7 separate regions of the Mus musculus genome follow, and regions 2, 3, 4, 5, 6 and 7 are each linked to region 1. The links are chromatin contacts, called in public promoter capture Hi-C maps. All regions are on one chromosome and are shown on one strand. Each heading gives the region's core, a stretch centred on a gene start, on an enhancer-like site or on the middle of the called end of the contact. The rest is flanking DNA. Distances are from core to core; before and after follow the strand shown. Region 1 holds the start of Capn10 (calpain 10). Region 2 holds the start of Lrrfip1 (leucine rich repeat (in FLII) interacting protein 1). Region 3 holds the start of Ube2f (ubiquitin-conjugating enzyme E2F (putative)). Region 4 holds the start of Scly (selenocysteine lyase). Region 5 holds the start of Espnl (espin-like). Region 6 holds the start of Ilkap (integrin-linked kinase-associated serine/threonine phosphatase 2C). Region 7 holds the start of Per2 (period circadian clock 2).

Region 1 (2,961 bases), core at 176-2,675:
CCTCCATAAGATCCAGCTGCAAGGCATTTTCCTAATTGGTGATCAATGGGGGAGGGCCAGCCCATTGTAAGTGGCACCATCTCTGGTCCTGGTTCTATAAGAAAGCAGGAAAGGAGCCAGGAAATAGCGCCCCTCCTTATGGAAAGCGCCATAGGTGAGCAGAATAAACCCTTTCCTCCCCAAGTTGCTTTGGTCATGATGTTTCGTCACAGCAACGGTAACACTAAGCAGCTTTTCCTTCCAGATTCTGGAGGTCAGGCTCTGCCCGTGGCCCAGCCCTGGATATGGATGCGGCCTTCAGGAGCCGTTCTCCTGAGCTAACCACTCATATGAGACTTCTGGGGGTGAACCAGTTTGCATAACTCTTGAGTCGCGGATAACTTGTCACAATTACTCAAGACTTCCTGGAAAACCGAGTCCAGGCTCTTAATGATTCAACTATAGTGCAGCTTTCAGCCCACCAGTCAGTCCCCTGAGTCGAAATTAAGTACTAAATGAAAAAGCATCCCAAAGAGATGTTGGGCTATGTGGCTACTCCTTTTTTTTTTTTTTTTTTTTTTTTAAATAACCTCAATAAAGAGTTAAGTGTCTTGCACCTCAAATCATGGCGCTGAAGCCTAGTGGAGCCAAGGTAACTGTGTCATGCCACAGCAGTAATTGCTGCTGATGCAGGAGCAGCCCAGCCTCTCACTGGGAGAAGGAGCAACTGTCTAGACTCTGAAGCAGCAGGTTATGGGTAAAAGCTTGGCCTGGTTGTTCCTCTTTAGGCAACGGGTACTTGATCTACTTAACTGCACAAACCGCATTTCCTCTGACTACCTTTTATCCAAGACTGAGAAAAAGGGGCCCAGAGGAGGGAAAAAATATCAGAGCAGCCCTAATAGGTGGCAAACTGCAGTCTACAAGGTGTGAAGCCTCGTCGTCTCCCTTCCTGTCTATGAAGCTTCTAGTCTTGATGAAATACATTTGGAGAAGACACAGAGAACAGTCCTTGGCTGATTTGTGTCCTTCCTGGGACCTGGAAGAGTAGGCACCAGAAGGAGAGTGTCCTGTCCCTGACCTCCTCATGGCATCGAATAATCGTGGAGCCGCAAGTCCACGTCCTGGTCACCATCCAGTCTACAAAACCATAGCCAGGCCATTTAAGGCTTCAAGGAATGCTCCAGCCGCATTCCCTGGCCGCTTAGGATCCAGAGCGTCTGAAGCCCAATCGTTTTGAGACAAATGCCCGACCCCGGCAAGTTTCAACCCCAGTGACACCTCTGCCTCCCCAGAACAACGCAACCACCACCGCGACGGAAGGATAACAACGCGATTCGCTGAGCCACTTCCTCACTGGCTCTTTCAGAAGACAGGGAGGAACCACCGCTTTGCCAAGTTCCTGCCTCACACCGGAAGGAGCGAAGCACGCTGGGAAGTAGACAACGCCTGTGATCAGCGACGTATGCTGGGAACGGCGCTGCATGCTGGGATAGCATTGACAAAGCGATCTAAACCAAAGTGACTTTTCAGCTTCCTGTGGTCACTGAGACTTCGATTTCAAGTGGCTACAGCTGCGTTGTCCCGAGCACTAAAGCATACGGACATCAGGCTAGCACTGCCCAGTTAGAAACGCGGGGACCACGCCCTCGTGCGAGAGCAGAACCTACCAGTCCTGCACGGTTCTGCGCTGCAGCTCGTGCGTGATTAGGCAGCTCTGTCATATGACGCAAGCACGGCTCCTGGTTGGCTCCAGCCGGGTTACCTAGACAACGGAGCTTGCGGCGCTAGGCTGCTCTGCACCAGTAGGTCTCCCGGGCTAAGCAAACACGGTTTGCAGTGAAGGCCGCGCACTCGCTCCCGGGCGGCGACCGAGTCCACGGGCCGCAGATGGGAGCCCAGGGCGCCGAAGATGCGGGCGGTCCGGGCCGAGACGCCGGCGCGGGAGCTCTTCCGGGACGCGGCATTCCCCGCCTCGGACTCCTCGCTCTTTTACAACTTGTCCACGCCTCTGGCCCAGTTTCGGGAGGACATCACTTGGAGACGACCCCAGGTGCAGCAGGGTCTCTTGCCTGGGCGGGTGTTGTGGATATGTTTCTCACGGAGATGGACCCCGGGGTTAGCAGGACCTCGCCTTCAAGCCTATTCAGAAAAGGTGATAGCCAGCCCTGAGAATTCAAATGAGGAGGACAGAAGCAATCGAAAGGCTTGTCTTTTAGATGTTATCTTGGGGTTTCTACTAAAATACACTCCTACCCAAAGTCAGGTAGTAGGGAGCTGTTTTGATATTAAGGGATTAGAAGCAGTATTTCCAGCACCATCCCACCACCTAAGTTTTGTCGGGTGTAATTCAGCGCAATCTTTCTTGGCTTTGCACTTTGCTCTACATTTCTTCTAGTAGCTTTAGGGTATGAACACCAAAAGGTAGCACAGAACACGGGGAGCGTTGTGCTTAACAACTGGGAAAACCTAAGGAGCTGCTTTTCAGGGCTCCCTTAAATGGCACAGGCAGGTGGAACTATGTATTGTTATTTTAGCGTCCATGCATGCAACTCACAACAGTGTTACCCCTCATAGCCAGAAAGGGCTGTGGTAGGAGGGCTTTGGTTTTTTTGGTTTTTTTGGTTGGTTTTTTTTTTTTTTTTTTTTTTTTTTTTTTGCCTTGTTGCAGCTTAAATGGATGGATTGTTCAAGCCTAGTGTTTTTGTTGGTGTTTTTTAGACGTGGCTTATCAGCAGAAAGACTACTGGGGGACAGCCTGTCCCACATGCATGTAGTGCTAACAGTGACAGCTGGCAGGGTTCCAGGCCTTGTGCTGCCTGCTTGGCACAGTGGTGTTGATAAGCATCCTGGCTTTCTTGAGCAACACTGAGAGGCAAGGGAAAGAAAGAGCCCTGTTGGCCATGCCCTTGGAGTTTAGGTTTTGTTTTTACTTTAAACAGGGGGTTTCAGAAGATGTGCCTAGTCCTACAGTGACTTGAT
Region 2 (2,961 bases), core at 196-2,695, 1.9 Mb before region 1:
AACTACTTGGACCCCCATAGAAATTCCACAGCCCTTGCCGTTACGGTGTTATCCAAAACTATTCTCTCTGATTGATAGAGCTTTGTTTGTAAACTGTGATGCTGAAACCAACTGCTGGGAGCAGGTCTTCTCCTTCCCAGGAAGTTTTCCTCATCTGAAACACTTCACCAAAGCTTGGTACCCATTTTCTTTCGGCCTGCATAGTACTCCTCAAACTAGGTCCCCTTCATCCCTTTGGTCCAGGCCATCCTGCCCCCTAGAACTCGTCTTTCTGTGTCTACTCTCTGGTCTACCCAGTCCTTCGAAGCACTACCCAGAGACTTAGTACCAGAATGCTGCTGCCCCACATGTGCATAAGCCAGCGCACACTGGTTCCTTGTTACCAAAAAAGCGTGTCAGCCGGGCTCAGATGTGACTGGCTTCTCTAGATCTTTCTGGAGTCTCCAGTACAGAGAAACAAGGCAGGGGGCCCTCTGATTTTCCTTTTGAGCCCGAAGAAGGCTCTTCTAGGGTGGAGAAAACAGGTCACCCAGGCCATGTGCTCCTGTCCATAGCGCACAACACTGGAACCTTCTGGTTGCTTGCCCGCTTGGCTTTAAGTTTAAATCAGGGGTGCTCCTGCCCAGTGGACGTGGAAGGCGCGTGCTGCGAGTCGGGTCACTGTCCAGCGTGGATACTAGTTCCTCGACGCTCCCTATCGGATCGCGGCTGTCACCTCCGCTTGATTCTCGCTCCTGTCCAGCGTGGTCATGGGCGGTAGCTTTGTGGTCCCCAAAGCCGTGCCGGCTCGGAAGACAGTAGTGACGGGCGCAGCTGCGCTCTGGCAGAGGCTCATGCGGTGTGGTTCCAGCTAAAGCCACGCGTGTCCTAACCGAAGGCGCGCCTCCCTAGGCCTGGGCTGGTCTCCCGCGCTGACTCAGCTGGGGACGGCCAGGGCGTGGCCAAGGGTGGGGTCCCCAGGGTCTTTCCCTCAGTCTTTCCGGTGTCTGCCGCAGGGACTGGGTGGTGATTGATGGCACAGCAGCTTGCTGGCCAGGAGCGGTCTGGAGGGGAGGGAGGCGGTTCCGGAGGCTCTGAGGCGGTGCAAGAGGAGGAGCGTGGGTGGGGCTACGGAGGAGGAGCTGGGGTCCCGGGTAGGCGGGCCCGAGTGGACCTCATGGTAGGAGTGCTTTGGCTGAGAGTGCCATCGTGGGCGAAGCCGACGACTAAAGTGGCAGAATGTGGCTGCGAGGAAGGAAAGTTGGAAGCAGATGGACACAGGCTGGGTGGAACCATAGAGGAAGGGGTACAACCCCCTGGAAAGAGCGCGGGAAAGGGGCTGGGAAGGAAGGAGAGGCGGGCATAGGGTGGGTGGGGCGTGGGGAGAGGCTGGGCGGGGCTGGGGCGGAGTATGCCCCCGGCTCCTCTCTTGCCACCCCCGCCCCCGGCCGGGAGCCACCTGCGCCCCGCCCCGCCGGCCGCACCCCAGCTAGGGAACCTCGGAGTTGGGCGTCCGAGCGTGTGCGCCCAGGGGATCGTTGAAAGTTCTACTTCTGCCTGGACGGCTTTCCTGGATCCCAGAATGTGGCCTCACTGAGAACCCTCTGCCTGTGGACTAGGGAGCGGGTCTTCCGCGCGAACTCTTGGGTGGGAAGTTGGTCTGCACTTCACTTCGGCAACATGACCAGCCCAGAGGGCGCGCAAAACAAGGAAATCGACTGTCTGAGTCCAGAGGCGCAAAGACTGGTAAGAGGGAGACATGATTCAGACCTGTGCCTGCCAGCAACCGCCGCCTGGGTCCCTCAGTTGGTTCTAAGGTCAAGGACAGTGGCCCCTTCAGCTACCGTGGTGCTGCTGGAGTAGAGGCGAGTGGGCTTGGGCCACTCGAAAATCCTGATATAGGGCAGCTCCTGCCTACCATCAGGTGGTTGGCTGAGTGTAAGGTGTCCGTAGGCGGAGCTCTGAAAAGTACATTTTATGCTCCAATGTTCCTCTCAAGGACGAAAAGGAGAGTGGGCTCTCCCTCCACCCCTAGTGATGGTCTTTAGGCAGGCTTTGCCCAGCTGGCTGGCTCTGGCCAGGACCCAACCGAGGTCTGAGATCTGAGGGTGGTGTAGAGTTTCACAGGGAACTGCTGGTTTGGTGTTTTACCGAGTACAGCACCTGGGTCCTCATCCAGCCGCACCACCTTGCCATGAGTGGCTTGGAGGGTTTACAGGTTCTTGACCTCAGGAACACCTTCCTCTAGGATCCAGGGCCCCAGATCCACTTCGGCGGGTGCCAGAAGCCACTTGTGTCTGGGCAAGGTGCTTACGCATATTTTACTTCCCGAACTTACGTAGGGACAGTGGATGAGGACGACGGTGATTGAAAATTGGGCACCGGGGAGTTGGGGGATTTTTGGTTGTTACAGCCTGTGTAGTTTATAGTTTTGGGGTCTGGGAGTTCAGGCAGGATCCATAACCCAAACTAGCCTTGCTCTCAGGATTCTCATGTCTCAACCCTTCCACTATCGGGCTTACAAGCCTGCATCACCCACCCACCCCCCCCACCCCCGCGCGCCTTATCCATGGCTGTGGTTGCTTATTAGTGGGAATATTTCAAAGTAAATTGTACTCTGTGAAACCATGTATTTTATGGAGTTGATACCAGAGAGAGGGGGAGACCCAAGGTTCCCATTTTAGCAGGCTTTTGTGAGACCTTGATAAAAACTGAGCCTCAGCCACTCATTCTCCAGGTAGGAGTTAATCCTGTAGTTAGTTGGTCTTTAAGGAAGAGTAGTCGAGGCAAGGCTGCTCTGACTGGGGGAGCTTCCTCCAAGTGCTAGGAAGGCTAAGTAAACTTTTATTCCAATGACAGACTTGTAAAATGTCAGTTCCTTGCTGAGAATTGCTGGGCTTTTTTCCCCTGTCTGTTTTATAATGTTTATTCTATGTCCCTACTTAAACTTGGGCAGTCAAGGAGGCTTTTGGAGCTGTAACC
Region 3 (2,961 bases), core at 305-2,804, 1.7 Mb before region 1:
ACACACCCGTGATCCAGATGTTAAGGCTGGAAGACACAAGTTTCTGATCTGGATCACAATGAAAATCCCTTAATATAGAGAGACATTCCATAAGCTCTGTGACTCTAGAGGACGCTGATTAATACCAGTACCATCTCTTCTGTGTTTGCAACCTCCCTTAGATCAAAAGCCTTATTTGTTTGTTTATTGAGACAGGATCTCACTATGTAGCTCAGGTTGCCCAGGAATTCACTATGTAGACCAGTCTGGCAGGTCTGCCTCTGCTTCCCCAAATGCTAGAATTAAAGCCGTGTACCACTAGGCCTGGCTGCCTTTTACCCTTTCTATCTGTGCAGGAGTGTGTATCTGATGGAAGCTTGAGCGTGTGTAGCCATGTGCCACATGGGGTGGTCAAAGGATAACTTTCTTCCACTTTTTTGTTTGTTTGTGTTTACAGGATCTCATTGAGTAACCTTGGCTTGTTTGGAACTCTATGTTATCTAGGCTGGCCTCCAACTCCTATGTGCAACCCAGCTCTGCGGGGGATCTCTTCCCCTCAATGGAAGTCAGGGTACTTGGTCCTAATCTGAGGACTCCTCTGCCTCACATCTTCCCGAGTTTGGAAACAGGTCCTCATGCTGACAAACGCTTTACTCCCTGAACCCAAGTGCCTCATTTCAAAAGAAATCTTAGGGTCTAGGGTGTGGGGGGAGGGGGGAGACGGGGGGGGGGGGGAGGCGGGGGGAGGGGGCGGGTAGCTCAAAGGTAGTGCTTTGCATGTGAGACCTCCTGAGATTCATTCCCCAGAATTGCTAAGAAAATCACTGGAAACCTGACGCTCCTTGTTCTTTTCCACAGAAAATATCCTCTTTCCAAGGCCCTACCTCTCTAGGAGTCTTGCCGAATTCTCTCCCAAAGTAGGCTATCTCCAGTCCCACAGGGACTGAGAATGCATACCACACGAGCTGCAAGTAGGATGCTGCACATGGAACCCCAAGGCCTCAGGAGGTAGGGTCTCTCTACATATCTCTGGCTGTCCTGGAATTCACTATGTAGACCAGGCCTTCCTCTTGTCTCTGAGCGCCGGGACTGAGGTATGCGCCGGAACTCCCGGCCTGAAGTAGATTTTTAAAAGTGCATATAGGAATATGAGAAATTAAAAAAATAAGGAGCAGGAAGAGTGTCCTCACACCCAGCAGCCACCTCTAACTATCCCATGGCCTTAACGCAGCTGCAAACCGGTCGGATTCTTTGCGTTCAGGAATGGTGCCGGGCACAGGAACTTAGCTCCACCAGCAGGCACTGCACTAGTACGATATTCCTAGGGAAGCAAGCCGCTAAATGAATGGAAACAAACCGGAAGGCCGCTAGGCGGTCGGGGATGCTTGCGCTTCGGTGACCAATCAGCAAAGGTCTTGACACATGGCCCACCCTCAGGCCGTGCTCTTCACCAATGAACGAGGGCCGACTAGTTGACCTGTGTATGTCCTGTGACTGTCCACGAGTGGAGCTGCCAATAAAGTTCTTTTGTAGCTTTGAATTTTTTTTTTAAAGTGCCCACTGCGGTCACGGCGCAGTCCCCGCCCCGCCACTTCCGGTCTCGCCGCCGGGAGCCGGTGCGGCTGTGAAGGCCAGCGCGACTCAGTGCCGCTGCTCCGCCGGGCATGGTTTTGGGTGCCGGCTCGCCTCGCCTGACTCGCGGTGCTCAGGTAAGCTGGTCGCGCGGGCTGGACTGAGGCCGAGGCTCCTGTCGCCGAGCGCCAGGCCGGACCGCGAGGTCGGCGGCTGACGGGAAGCGCTGGGCGGGCAGCGAGCCCCGGCGGCTCTAGAGGGCCGGGCCGAGGCGGACCCCGTGCCGCCGCCCGCAAGGTCACGGTGCGGAGCTCGGGCCGTCCGGGAGGCCGAGGCCGAGGCCGCGGCGGGGAGGCCGCTGCCCCTGAAGGGAAGCGGGAGGTGGACGCGGCCCGCCACGGCGACGGCGGGGAGGAGGGGCGGCCGGCCCGCCTGGCCCGGTTCGGTCCCTGACCCGGTTCCGCGGCGTGTCACCCGGGGTGTGGCCTTCTCCTCGGCCGGCTCAGTTTCCTCCGTCTCCGGTGGGCATTGGACCCACTCCTCGGCGCTGCCGGTGGGTTGGAGTTGCTGGGGAAGGCTTCCCGGAGGGGCTCTTGGCCTGTGGGTAAAAATCTGCTCTCCTTAAGAACCTAGTCGGGCTTGGCGGTGAAGGGAAAGAGGGCATCCCAAGACCTGGTTATCAGATTGAACCGAAGGTTCCAGAAATGAGCAGGGTGGTGTTGAAAAACAGTGAGGTGGCTGGGCCTGGTGCCGAGGCTTCCTAGCTGTTTGGGCCGAATGTGGGGAGCTGGGCAGTAGGCAGAGTCATAGGAAATTAAGGATAGTGATTGTGGGGAGCTTCAGGAACAGAATTAACAGGAGTACCTGGACAAAATTAACTTGATATTCAGTACCCAAAATCAAAGATGAGCTCCAGAAGTGGTCAGTCAGTAAGCCTGGCAGGTTAGATACCCTTGGACACTCATGCTGTACGGTTTAAGTCCCGATCTGTTTCTTTCAGCTTGGAAGGTTAAACGGCCCTAGTGGCCCCTAGTTCTCTTAAATGGCTTAGATTGGAGCTGTCAGTGAGGAGTTAGCCTCACTGTGAGCCAACTGGCCCTGCATAGGTCACACCAGCCTGATTTCAGCACAGCACATAGGAATGCTGAATAAACATGACTTGATGAGACTGGTAAATAACAAGTTGCAGTCCTCTTTGGATGCCCTAAAAGTTGGTCCCACCCAGAGGAGGAACTAACTGGGCCAAATACAACTTGTGGAGTTGGAAACTGAGCATGCTGTTCAGAATAGCTGATCGGTTCCCAAAATACTGCCTTAGTCACAGTGTGATTTTCGAGCAAAGGGAAGTTTGGGTCAAAGTGGGGTTTTCCAGAGGTGGGACGTGTTGAGGAGGGAACGAGAATTCTGAGG
Region 4 (2,961 bases), core at 345-2,844, 1.6 Mb before region 1:
AGAAGGGTATGATGCGTCGGACAAGTATGGAGATACTGGATACCATGATGAGGAGGAGGAGGATGAAGCAGAGGATGAAGAGGAAGAAGATGGGAAGGACTCAAATGCTGAGTCATCAGATCTGTTCAGTAACTTGAATTTAGGAAGGACCTATGCCAGTGGCTACGCTCACTACGAGGAGCAGGAGAGCTAGGAGCTGCCCCTTGTTGGCACTTGTGGGAAGAGCAGGCTGAATCTGAGGATGCTCAGACGGACCCTCCCTTGCCTTGTCCAAAAGGCCAGTCACACTGGGCTCGGGAGGTTCTAGCAGTTTATAGGGATGCTATGTGAACTTGCAGTGTATGTAAAGTGAGTTAGATGTATGACAGATGGAGCATCATGGATTGGGTTATTACTGAGTTCAATAATCGGGTGGGTTTTGCCAGCTAGAAACATAATAAAATACACGATAAAGGAATAGAAAGCAAATATATTTATTTGAAATTAAATTACCGTCTTTATTAAAGGCACTGCTTATAAATTCATGTCTCTGATTTTACAAAGTGTAATGGGTAAAATTACCATATTCTTTTTCTTATTTCAATCCATACAATGAGAGTCATGTTCAGTTTTTCACTGACTTCATGCTGGGTAATGTTCACTCTGCATTAGCGGTTGCCATGTTCACCGTTTTCTTACAATGTCTATCCAGTGCTTGTTACTGTCTCACTGACAGACAGAAGTCTAGCTGTTTTCATCCACATAATGGCAGGCAGGACTAGTGTTGCTGATGCTTCACCCAGAGAATCTCATTTTACAATAAAGTTAGCATTATACTTGAAAAATAAAAAATAAAACACACGTTCAGAACTCACTTTGTAGACCAGGCTGGCCTCGAACTCACAGAGATTGGCCAGCTTATGCCTCTGGAGGGCTGGGATGAAAGGCCAGTACTACTACTGTCCTGCTTCACGCCTTTCAATTGTTTAAAAAAAGATTTTTATGTGTATGAGTCTGTTTATGCGTCTGTCTGCACTTACATACGAGCACCATGTGCATGCCTAGTGACTATAACCTTCCATAATTTTAACAGCCCTGCTTAGCTCACCTCTGATCTAGATCGCCTCAAAAGTATCAACACATAACTTCCTAATTTCAGGCAATTAAATCATTCGCGAAGGCGGATGTGGGGTATCCTATGTCCAGCGAGCACTAGCCGCCAACCCTTCCAGGCGCTCAGTCTTGGCTGCTGCGGTGCCTCTCATTGCACCGCGCATCCTAACACTTTTACTTCCATGAACTTTGCGGCGACCGGTGAAGTCACTGGTCCTTCTGTCACTAGTGACAGCCCAGGGAGGTGGGCTCCCAGAGCACGGTGCCAGTAGCTGGAGCACCCAGATGACTCGCCATGAGCGGCGCGCGCTTTGCCGATGACCGGTTAGATAGGACCGGCAGCGCGGTGGCCCTACTAAGGTAGTCTCCAGCTCCGTCCCACTGCCACCTGACCCCACATGACCAATCAACCAGTCAGGGGCGGAGGCAGGGCCCGTGCGGCTCACAGATTGGCCAAAGCGCGAAGCGCAGCCAATGCGGATACTCCGGGACCCGAGGCTCCGCCCATTCAGAGACTTCGGGGCGCTCAGGCTTGGGGTGACCTGCCGGCGATCAGGGGGATGGACGCGGCGCGAAATGGCGCGCTGGGCAGTGTGGAGAGCCTACCCGACAGGTGCGCTCCCTTCAAGGAGCCCGCAGGGCCTAGGGACACCTGGGGGACCTCAGTGAGTGTATGGTGAGGCGGGAGGAAGGGACACGCAGAAGCGTCCGGCCACAGGAACCGGGAGAGAACAGGCTACCGCCCAAGCTGAGGGCAGAAGGGGGCCCACGGGTGACAACTGTGCCGAGTGTGGCCACATCATCCTCCCGCGTTTCGGGCTTCTTCCCAGGGAATGGGCTCTTCCTGGAGGTTGGAACTGGCAGCCGAATCGCGATTATCTGCGTTTTACAAGAATCGCCGCTGCTTAGAGTCTAGGATGGCGTGGCTGTGGGACGGGGGGGAACGGGGGGGGGGGACGGGACTTTGGGGCCCATTTGACCACCCGAAGGTTTAAAGTGGGCTTTGGGGCGGGAACCCTAGGAGCACCAGGACAGTGGGGGAGACCTGCCTTCTCTTGCTGTCCACTGGGCTGTGGGACCTCCTCCCCTGGCGCGCAAGGAACCGGAGGTCCTGGCTCAGCCTTCTCCCACCCAGGAATGTGTTATACCAGAAGCCCCCTCTCCATCCCCATCTCATTTTTTTCTTCTTTCTCTTTTCTCTTTTACCCCCGGTCCCTCCTCCACCTCAGCCCCATAAGGCCTCGATATGTAGTCCAGGCTACTCCTGCCTTCTCCGATATGGTGGAACTTGCCTATAATCCCAACACTGAGGACAGGAGGATTGTGATTTGGAGGCCAGCTTGGATCACACAGTGAGAACCTGTCTCATAAAGGCCTAAGCCTGGTGGCTTGAGCCTATACCAGACGTTTATTAAGCAGTTTCACTTTCTCTAGGAAGCCCGCTAATAACAGAGTCAATCGCTGATAAAATGCAAACCATAAACCAGTTCGGCCAAGCTATAGATGGGAAAACCAGTCACTTGGCAGGCCTATGGGTGTGCAGCACTTTGGGGGCTCTTTATTTCTAGGAAGGAACAGACTTGGGACACAGGCAAAGCCTGCGGCAATGGGAATTCCAGCCCCAGGGTGGTCAGGTAGGTCCACATTACAAAGCCCAGCCTTGCAAGATCAGGTGACTGCGTGGCACTTAAAGCAAAGATAGGAGATGAAAGCTTCTTCCTGCCTGTTCTGCCGTGCTCCCCTGGACATAGTTGGGCAGTGTGTGCTGGCTCACCACTGCATCGGCTTGAACACTGGTTTGATGTAAAACCAAGTGAAATAATGACTGTTTTCAGGCCCGATTGCCTACCATAGAGATTTCCGAAGGTC
Region 5 (2,961 bases), core at 194-2,693, 1.6 Mb before region 1:
ACCCCCAACCCCCCACCCCCGTGCTTCCCCTGTGCACCTACAGACACACCCTTCTCCAGTGCAGCCCTGCCTCTGCCCTCAGCCAGCCACTGCCCACCTGCCTCCCTGGCCTGATGGTCCGCAGATGTCCCATGCCTTGTCCCCGGAAGTCGAAGCTTACCCTGCCTTCTACTCAGGGATCCACCTCCAGCGTGGTACCGGGAGGCTGGTGCCTGAGCTCAGTCTTTGCCAAAGTGGGAAATCTGATCATTTCTCGCTCAGATTCCATTTTAATTTTATTTTGCAAAAGGCTGTGCCATCTTAAGGATGTGTGGCACACATCGCACCAAGGTTTATATAGGAATGTCTTCCTGGAGGCTGCTTTTTGGGTCTGTGGACCAAAGGATGACGCAACCCGTGAAAACAGTTGTCAGAAATTAAATGAACTAATGAAACATGTCTGCACCTGCTGAAGTGGCCTGGGCTTTCTCTGGCGGTGGTGGGAGAATCTCTGTCTTGCTGCTCGCAGGGATGTACACTTGTCTATCTGAGCTGAAGGGGAGGAGGTTTCTGATGTACCTTGTGAAATGACACTGCAGCCCCGGGGCTTGAAAGGGACTTCTGGTAGCCTGAGGTTGGTCTCTGATCAGCAGCTTCCTATAGCACCATGGTGACCCCACATTAGTCCTGACTTCCCCAGCCAAGGACCATGGATGGTCCAGACTCCCAAGAGTGCTGTGGCCAGAGGGGGCAATGTGGGCCTGTGAGGTCATCCCCTCAGCCTTACCTTAATCCAGCAGCCAAGGCAAGCTCCTCCAGTGTCGGTGCTGAGAACAGCCAAGGACTGGATTTCAGATACAAGCCAGCCAGGCACAGTTGCACACACCTTTAATTCCAGCAATGGGTGGATAGAGACGGGTGGATCACTGTTCTCTGTGAGTTCCAGACCACTACTTAGTGAGACCCTGTCTCAAGTAAACACACACACACACACACACACACAGAATGTGTATGTCTGTGTCTTGGGTGCCTTGGGTGATGGCATTTAGACTCTAAGGCTATCGCAGTGGGTCTCCTGGGTAGCCTGCTAGTCTATCACTGAAGTGTTTCCTGGGGCAGGTTTCTGAGCCTGAGCTGACTATAGCTGTGAGCACCGCTCGCTGGCTGGCTGGCTGGCTGGCAGGCTGGAGACCCATCCCAGGCCAGGAGCCCTGCTGAGGGGTGCTCTCACTTCACTCTGTAGATGGTAGGGCTCCAGCCGCTGAGTGGAATCTGCCAGCCTGACTTGCATACCCTTCCCCCAGGCCCGCACTCTTCATGCTTGGAAGGGCCAGGCACCCAGCCCGAGTTGCTTGGGCCAGGCTTTGAGGGCCAGTCTCCAGAGCCTGCCCCCCTCTTGCTGCCTCCCATCTGCCCCGGGAGCTGCTTATCAGGTAACCAGAGCCTTCAGCAGCGTCCACGCCTGAAACAGGAAGCCGTGCCGGGCCTGTACACAAGCCACTACTGAGAGTCAGACTTGAGGATGGAGGCGCAGCAGGCACTGGTGGCCTCCAAGGATGGGGATATGGCCACCTTGGAACGGCTATTTGAGGCTGGTGCCCTAAGACCAGACATCACTGATGATCTGGGGGCTGGCCTGGTGCATCATGCCACCCGGGCTGGTCACCTGGACTGTGTCAAGTTCCTGGTACAGAGAGCCAAGCTGCCAGGCAACCAGCAGGCACACAACGGGGCCACACCAGTGCACGATGCAGCAGCCACGGGCAACCTGGCAGAGCTGTGCTGGCTGGTCCGTGATGCGGGCTGCGGGCTGCAGGTAAGCTAGAACAGGACGGCTCTGTGCCTGTTTGTGAGGTGAGGTGAGTCCAGAAAGTCCGATCCCTAGAAGGCCCTGAGCTCTCAGTCAGAGATGTGTGCCTCTGCCTCTCCCAACCCATCCCTTCCCCCCTAAAAAACGCATAAAGCCCTTAAACACCAGCCACAACCTCAGATGTATCCAGCACTGGCACAGAAAAGTCACTGGGGTTTTTCCACACCTCCCTCAGCAAGGAGCACCCAGGGCTGCCAACGATGGCCTTGCCTGTGTTCAGGATCTCATCTCTGATCAGACCTGATCACCAGACCTGATCAAAGGGTCGAGGAGTGGATTTAAAAAGTGGCTTTGGGTACGCAGGATCTTGTACCCCTAGGGACACAGACTGTGGTAGTGAGAAGGCTCTCGAGTATGGCGACCATCTTGCTAGAACATTTCTATCAGAGCTACCAGCCTCCTACTTGCTTGCATGCCTAGACCTGCTTGGTACAGGCAAGGGACTTAGAGTTGTTAGCCGTGGCTGCCTTCTTGAGAGCTCGAAACAATCAACAGAGTTGGATAGAGATGGAGACACCTCCACGTGGCATAGAGCAGTGTGGTTCAGCCTCCACAGCATTGTTCACGGATCTATCCAATGACCCCGAGGGTAAAGGGCAGACAGACACTGAACTGTCTCTAGATTCACATTGGATCATAGCACCCTCAGGGAATGGCCAGGTCTACTGGATGCTTGACACCTTGAAGAGAAATGCCTTGGGGACCATCAGGGAGAGGGGAGAAGCCCAGAGGTCTAGAGGCTGGTGCCCTGGAACAGCCATGGTGGGAATCACTGTGCTATTAGAATTCTTTCTGAGCATGTGCAGAACGTACAGGGACTCAGCTGATGAGGATGGTAAGCAGCTGGGGTGGGGTGGGGTCCAGCTTCTTCCTCAGTCAGGGTGTTCCTTCAGTCTCAGTAGGGGGTGGAGGAACTGGAGAGGGACTGCAGACATTCTAGGGTCCTAGGGCTGCACTGGGACCTGCATAGACTCGGTGTCCTGCTTATGCCCCGGTAGGACCAAGATGCCTCAGGTGTCTCTCCGCTGCACCTGGCTGCCCGGTTTGGACACCCAGCCCTGGTGGAGTGGTTACTCCGTGAGGGCCATGCAGCCACACTGGAGACGCTGGAA
Region 6 (2,961 bases), core at 305-2,804, 1.5 Mb before region 1:
ACTAAAGCAAAGTATGGTGTCGGAACATGGTCTGAGAATGGAGTCCTGTGAGGAGAATTCTAAGTGCCTGTGAGAAAACAAGACAAGAGTCTTGTGACCTCAGTTTCTTCAAAACACATAATTATTCTTGGAATGTGTTTTTGTGTCTCCCCCACCCCCTGTAGTGGATAGGAGTGAGTTTATTTCAGATTACTCAATATGTTTGGGGGGGAGAGGGGGAGAGAGGGAGGGAGGGAAGGGGCATGGGGAACGCATGTATCTGCTAAGTCCCAAGTTGAGTTTAAGGTTTTAGGTCATGTCAAGAGAGCCTTGACCACGGAGAAGACCCAAAATAACTTTGGATAAAAAGCAATAGGGACTACTAATGATGACAGATTTCTAGGCACATCTGGCAATCCAAACTCTGGTCCGAGCACATTCAGACACAGGTTATACTCCAGTGACAGATGCAAGGCTGCCTGTATGAGGCCAGCTTTACTCACAACTGTAACGGTGGTTATCTTCAAAAAGCATGGCTGAATCAAACTCAGTCTCAAGGCCTAGTTACTTAGAAGCTTCTGTACCATCAGAGTGGTTGGTGGGGGTACGTAACGGTGCCACTACCAGGAACAACTGCAAAAAGAGGACACTACAAAGCATCTCAGGAGTCTGGAGGTGCGCAGGTTAAAAACCAAAGCACAGGTGTGAAGAGGACAGGTCAATACCTTCTCATAACCCCAAGCTCCAGCATTCTTCCATGCTAGCCCGTCCCGCTCTGCCAAGCTGGAGATCTGAGCCCTCCCACTTTTGAACATTGTTTCCTTGCCTAGAATCTCTGGAAACCATCAGCCGAAGCCCTCGCTAAAGGCCGCCTCCTTCCCAGGTCTTTCTCACTAGTCTTCGGGTACCGTTACTCCGGACGCTTGGCGTTTCCCACGGTTTTTAACCTATGCCTCTGCGATCAGAACTGAACTCTCTGAAGGCAAAGGCTGGGTCCTCTTCACCTTCCTATTCCGTGCCAAAGACCTTCCCAAAACGTGGGCTGCAGACGCCACCCCCCATCCCCGGCCTCGGTTATCTAGCCGTAGCGCCCTGCATTGGCTGTGCAGGCGCCCCGCACCAAGGGGCTGGAAGTCGGAAACTTGTTAAGTTCTCGGGGTTTCCAGGACGCAAACAGGCCCGGGACCAGGACATTCCGCTGGGAGTCTTGCTGTAGCCAAATTAAAGCCAGAGTGCCCCGACCCTTCGGCGCGGGACTTCGTGCGTGTGCCACGCGAGGCCTGGACAGGGACCGCGCGGTCGCTGCGGCCTCGGGAGCCACAGGCCGAGACTGAGGCGGCGGTGGCGCGAAGATGGCGGAGGCAGCGCATCCCGGCGCCGCCCTTTTCCCCCGCGCCGCTTACCGGCAGATGGCCGCGGCGCGCGCTCGGGCTCCGGCAGGTCCCCGAAGAGGTCCATGGCGGCGGGGCAGTGGAGCGGAGGCTCCGCGCTACCCTGGGCGGCGGCGGCGGCGGCGGCGCCGTCACTCACCGCGGGAGACCCTGCCAATCGCGCGCCGCCCAGCCGCCGCCCCAGAGTGCTACGCGCGGGGGCGGGGCGGGGGTGGGCTGCGCAAGCGCACGGGCGCTCTTGGCCTGGGCATTAGGTCCCGTGATAAATTGTTATGGCGTTTCCCCGGAAAGAAGGGAGGAGTGGCGCCGAGCCTGACATCCAGACAGGCTTTTGGCCGGAGAGGCGGGTCTGCACCTGTCCACTGTTCCCTGTGTGACCGAGCAGGCAAAGCACCTTCTGACCGCCCGGGAGCAGGATGGCGCCCAGCGGGGTCTCAGCTGTCCCACTGGGATAGAGACCAGAAAAAAACACCATCACTGGCCAAGCCACAAAAGTGACAAACATCCCTCATCTCAGCCACCAAATTTATGACGCTTTACCAATTACAAAGTTGTGTTGTGTATTTTCCCTGGTCTCAGAAAAGAGCCACTCATGGAATTAATTCCTCTTCCTACCATACAATCCACAAAGACTTCACTTCCTTAAAGGTACCCAAATTTATTGACTACACACCCCAATCCTACCAGCCCTTTCCAACACCACCTTACCTGTTTTTTTTGTTTGTTGTTGTTTTTGGTTTTTTTGCCAGTGTTGTGTGGACTTCTTGGTGCAGTAGGTAACAAGTCATTGCTTCCTTGCAAATGTAGACCAGATATTCTCTAGCTGCAATAGGTGGATCCACCCAGCTGACCTCCAAGCCACTGTTTGAAGTTTTTACTGCACTCAGACAGAACTGTCTCTTCCTTGACAGATGTAGGATTTTGAAATAACAGCACTTTGTCTTTTGTCCATATATCTCATACACTTCTCAGCCCATCCCAACTTGATATCACTATGTTTTTAAAGCAGCTCTTGCTAAGTGTCTTAGGGTTTCCATTGCTGTGAACAGACTCCATGACCTAGGAAACTCTTATAAAAGACAACAATTGGGGCTAGCTTACAGGTTTAGAGATACAGTCCTTTATCATCATGGCAGGAAGCATGGCAGCATTCAAGTAGGCACGGCGTTGGAGGACCTGAGAGTTCTACATTTTCATCCAAAGGAAGCCAGGAGCAGACTTTCCTCAGGCAGGTAGGAGGAGGGTCTTGAAGCCCACCCCTAAAGTGACACACTTCCACCAATTAGATCACACCTCTTCCAACAAGGCCACACCTCCTAATAGTGCCACTCTGAGGGCCAAGCATATTCAAATCACCACACTAAACTTGATTTCCCACTCCTGCAAATAGACTCGTCGGCCACCATTCCACATGAATTCTGGCAGTGTTTGCCATGTGGCCTGTCTTTCCCTCATATGTATGGACATCTCTAATCATTACTCCATCTCTACCTGGTTTACAGCTCAACTTCTGGCTGCTAAATAAAATCTTTTGTGGAGACAAGAACTTGCTCAGTAGGCCAGGCTGGACTTGAACTCACAATGCCTCTAC
Region 7 (2,961 bases), core at 336-2,835, 1.5 Mb before region 1:
CTGCAGATACAGAACTCCAAACGTGCACAGGGCCAGATCTCAGAGACTGTCTCAGATGAGGAAACTGGAGCCCAGGGTAAGCCGAGGTACCCAGTAGCTGCCAGCTGGCTGATGCAGGGCTCCCTCATTGCTCAGTACTCCAGCCTCCACACACAGCCTGAGCTGCGCCACTTATGTACCAATGAATCACACCAAGATGACAGTGACAGATAACTGCAGCCACCCACAGTACCATTCCATTCGGGCACACTGTACAGCTACCATTAAAATAAAGGAGTCCCTGGCTTTCTTAGATTCCAACAACGTACACAAAGTGGTGCTTTCCATATCTTAAAACACACACACACACACACACAAAACCGACTTTTTTAAATTAAAGCCTTGAGGCAGACAGACTCTGGTTATCAGACGAATCCGACCTAGACTCCAGAGACTAAGACAGAGTGGACATGCTTCCCTTCAGGTTTGCACCTCTGGTAAGCATGTGGACCAAGGAGGAGAAACAGATCCTGAGACTGCCAGGCCTGGTTTTTACAGTGGTACAGCTTGCCAGCCTGTGGCTGTGCCTCTTCAAGCTAGGGGTTACCCTGGATGATTTCCAGGGAGCCTTCTGGCTCCCTTGTTCCGTATGAATCAGCTTTCCAAACTGGTTCCTTGTGTATACGTTACAGAAACCCTGGCAACCAGGGTTCTTGCAGAAGAAGCAGGCCACCGCCCACCTCTTGGTCCATGTCTGTGCTTGGCAGCCAAGGTATGTCTCAAAGGATGACGATGTGACTGCTCCAGCTTAAGAGTGGACCTCTCCCCCCTCTCCTGACATACTCCCAGTCCATCTGGAGACAGGAAATACTGGCGTGGAGGATGCCACGGAAATCAAAGTGGGTGGACAAAGTGGTCTCCCTGACATAGGGGCGGGGAGGGGCAGGTGTGGCTTGGCACTGGGTATTTCTCTGTTTAACCCCTTTCCCACCGCTGGGAGTCAGTGCCTACCAGTGGTCCTTCCCCCAGGGCCAGACTTGACTCTCTGAACTCATAGCAGGAAGCCAGCTCCTTAGGGGACCCTCTGGACCCATCCTAGGAACAGTTTGCACTGACCCTGGCTTCCTTGGACAGCACCATGGGAGTCGGCGTGCTCAGTCTGGTGTCGTGATCACTCAATGTCTCTGTGTCCTCGGACAAGATGCCTAACTAATCTCTCCGACCTCAGTGCCTAACCTGAGAAATGGGGACAGCAGTGTGAACCTGGAAAAGGGTCACCGCGCAGTTCCATCTACATTCTGCCGAGTTGCAGCCGTTTGCACAGTCGGCAACTCCTGGCTCAGGACCCCAGCTCCAGCTGTCCGAGCCGCCGGTTACGTAAGACGACCACGGCCGTCCAGGTCCGCGCCACCGCCCAGCACCGCGCCACCGCCCAGCGCCGCGCCACTCACCGCTTCGCCGCGTCAACCCGCGCGTCTGTCCCTTGCTCGGCCCGTCACTTGGTGCGCTCGGCCTGCGCCGCAGCCGCCCGGAGCCGCTAGTCCCAGTAGCGCCGCTGCCGCCGCGTCGCCCTCCGCTGTCACATAGTGGAAAACGTGACCGCGCGCGCTGAGCCCGCCCCTGCGCGCGCCATTGGTCGGAGTGCCACCTCATTTGCATACTGGCGGGGCGGAACCTGAGAGCTACGCTCATCAATTGGTGGAGACGCCCGTCGCTCTCTTTACATAAGACGCACATGGAACTCCATGTTCGCCGCCCGGGTTCCTCAATGAAGATGCTGCGCGCTCTTGCGCCCCCCCGCGCCCGGGCGAGTAGGCTCGTCCACTTCCGGCCTGCGGGACTTCCATTCACCTGGCACGGCGGTGGCCCGCTCGTGCAGCCCCGGAGTGGCGCGTACCACTGCGGCGCGGGGGAATGGTGCTTGGCCGCTGCGCAACTCACAGCCGGCAGAGACCAGGGCCACCGGCCTATCACCTGCGACGACGTGACCAGCCTCGGTAATCCGAAGGACCGAGAATGCTCTCTGCTGACACCTTTCGCTCATCCAGCCCAGTTCATTCATTTCCCCTCTCATTCATTCATGGCGAGACGCTTGAGGGCAAATAGGACGGCCCCTCTGGATCTGCTGCTGAGCACCTTCCCAGGACAGGCTGGGTGACCCTAGGACAGGCCCCCCAGGCTGACCGTCATTCCAGATGGGCCAAAGCACAAAACTCCCACTTAGCCTTTCTTGTTTCTGAAACTGCGTGTTGCTAGTTAGTGTTGATTCAGGAAATAAGGTCATAATTGCCGTGCAGAGATACAAAGGAAAGAAGTGATTTCTTCCTGCCCTCAATCACATAGGGAGAGAAGACTGACGTTCTACAGGGAAGCTTAACCAAATGCGGTGGTGTAGTTTATTAACCTTACAGGAACTATGGAAGCGGGGTGTGCATCTGGAACAGCAGGGCTTTTCTGAAGTGGAAGCTACAGACACTAGCTAGTCAGGGGAGGGTACTCCTCCAGTGATAGGACAGCCCTGCCCCTGTGGAACCTTGGTTGAAGCTATTTGGTTCTTTCAAGAGCACTGTCTGGAAGCCTACTAAAGCGTTCAGGCTCCTGTCCAAAGGGTCAAAGGAGGGAGTAGAAGTTTCCTCGGAGCGGGTTTGAGGCTGACAGAGAACAACCTAAAGACTCATGCAAGGTGTGATGGAGAAGGCAAGCTTGTCACGTCTTCCAAGGGTAAAAAGGTCATTTGTCATTGCCAGGGAACTTGAAGCCTAGTAGCATCCACTACTCTGAATCTTCCCCTGGGGTGTCCTAGGAACCAGGAATGGAAAGGAGGCAAACATTAGCAACAGAAGTCTGCTAACAAACTGAGCTGCTGGTGTACACAGCCGGCTAACCCACATTCAAGAATTCCGTGTGGGAGCTACTTCTTTCTGTCTGCCTGGCAGGACAGGCATGCAATTCCTCAGATGCAGATGGGGGCAGAGACTAAGT

The links. Promoter capture Hi-C pulls out the DNA fragments that hold promoters and counts their contacts. Capture Hi-C pulls out chosen DNA fragments and counts their contacts.
Region 2: a contact with region 1 is called in a promoter capture Hi-C map of pre-B cells, with 5 times the contacts expected there. The contact joins the promoter of Lrrfip1 here to the promoter of Capn10 in region 1. A contact is called at or near these places in 2 of 39 promoter capture datasets (liver and pre-B cells) and 1 of 115 datasets of contacts at active chromatin or transcription factors (pancreatic cancer cells).
Region 3: a promoter capture Hi-C map of liver shows a contact between it and region 1, with 3 times the contacts expected there. The contact joins the promoter of Ube2f here to the promoter of Capn10 in region 1. A contact is called at or near these places in 4 of 39 promoter capture datasets (liver, neutrophils and pre-B cells), 1 of 484 Hi-C or Micro-C datasets (B cells) and 1 of 9 other capture datasets (liver).
Region 4: a contact with region 1 is called in a promoter capture Hi-C map of liver, with 2.4 times the contacts expected there. The contact joins the promoter of Scly here to the promoter of Capn10 in region 1. A contact is called at or near these places in 2 of 39 promoter capture datasets (liver and pre-B cells).
Region 5: a contact with region 1 is called in a promoter capture Hi-C map of liver, with 3 times the contacts expected there. The contact joins the promoter of Espnl here to the promoter of Capn10 in region 1. A contact is called at or near these places in 2 of 39 promoter capture datasets (embryonic stem cells and liver).
Region 6: a promoter capture Hi-C map of liver shows a contact between it and region 1, with 5 times the contacts expected there. The contact joins the promoter of Ilkap here to the promoter of Capn10 in region 1. A contact is called at or near these places in 5 of 39 promoter capture datasets (erythroid cells, hippocampal neurons, liver and 1 more) and 2 of 9 other capture datasets (embryonic stem cells and liver).
Region 7: a promoter capture Hi-C map of liver shows a contact between it and region 1, with 4 times the contacts expected there. The contact joins the promoter of Per2 here to the promoter of Capn10 in region 1. A contact is called at or near these places in 12 of 39 promoter capture datasets (3T3-L1-derived adipocytes, the C10 cell line, the HPC-7 cell line and 8 more) and 1 of 115 datasets of contacts at active chromatin or transcription factors (astrocytes).

What each region holds. Positions count from the first base shown.
Region 1 is chr1:92,932,983-92,935,943 of GRCm38.p6, forward strand. Capn10 (calpain 10) reads left to right here and starts at 1,426. Exons shown (of 12, transcript NM_011796.2): 1 at 1,426-2,032. The coding sequence starts at 1,892. 9430060I03Rik (RIKEN cDNA 9430060I03 gene) reads right to left here. Exons shown (of 2, transcript NR_015525.1): 2 at 544-2,121.
Region 2 is chr1:91,051,999-91,054,959 of GRCm38.p6, forward strand. It overlaps Lrrfip1 (leucine rich repeat (in FLII) interacting protein 1), which reads left to right and starts at 1,446. Exons shown (of 25, transcript NM_001310732.1): 1 at 1,446-1,725. The coding sequence starts at 1,660.
Region 3 is chr1:91,248,750-91,251,710 of GRCm38.p6, forward strand. Ube2f (ubiquitin-conjugating enzyme E2F (putative)) reads left to right here and starts at 1,555. Exons shown (of 10, transcript NM_026454.4): 1 at 1,555-1,688.
Region 4 is chr1:91,296,744-91,299,704 of GRCm38.p6, forward strand. Scly (selenocysteine lyase) reads left to right here and starts at 1,595. Exons shown (of 12, transcript NM_016717.3): 1 at 1,595-1,705. The coding sequence starts at 1,653. It also overlaps the pseudogene Gm7785.
Region 5 is chr1:91,320,632-91,323,592 of GRCm38.p6, forward strand. Espnl (espin-like) reads left to right here and starts at 1,444. Exons shown (of 9, transcript NM_001033292.3): 1 at 1,444-1,795; 2 at 2,848-2,961. The coding sequence starts at 1,502. It overlaps Scly (selenocysteine lyase), which reads left to right. Exons shown (of 12, transcript NM_016717.3): 12 at 1-449.
Region 6 is chr1:91,397,269-91,400,229 of GRCm38.p6, forward strand. Ilkap (integrin-linked kinase-associated serine/threonine phosphatase 2C) reads right to left here and starts at 1,555. Exons shown (of 12, transcript NM_023343.3): 1 at 1,383-1,555. The coding sequence starts at 1,437.
Region 7 is chr1:91,457,743-91,460,703 of GRCm38.p6, forward strand. It overlaps Per2 (period circadian clock 2), which reads right to left and starts at 1,586. Exons shown (of 23, transcript NM_011066.3): 1 at 1,431-1,586. Gm35591 (a long non-coding RNA gene) reads left to right here. Exons shown (of 3, transcript XR_003948694.1): 3 at 1-28.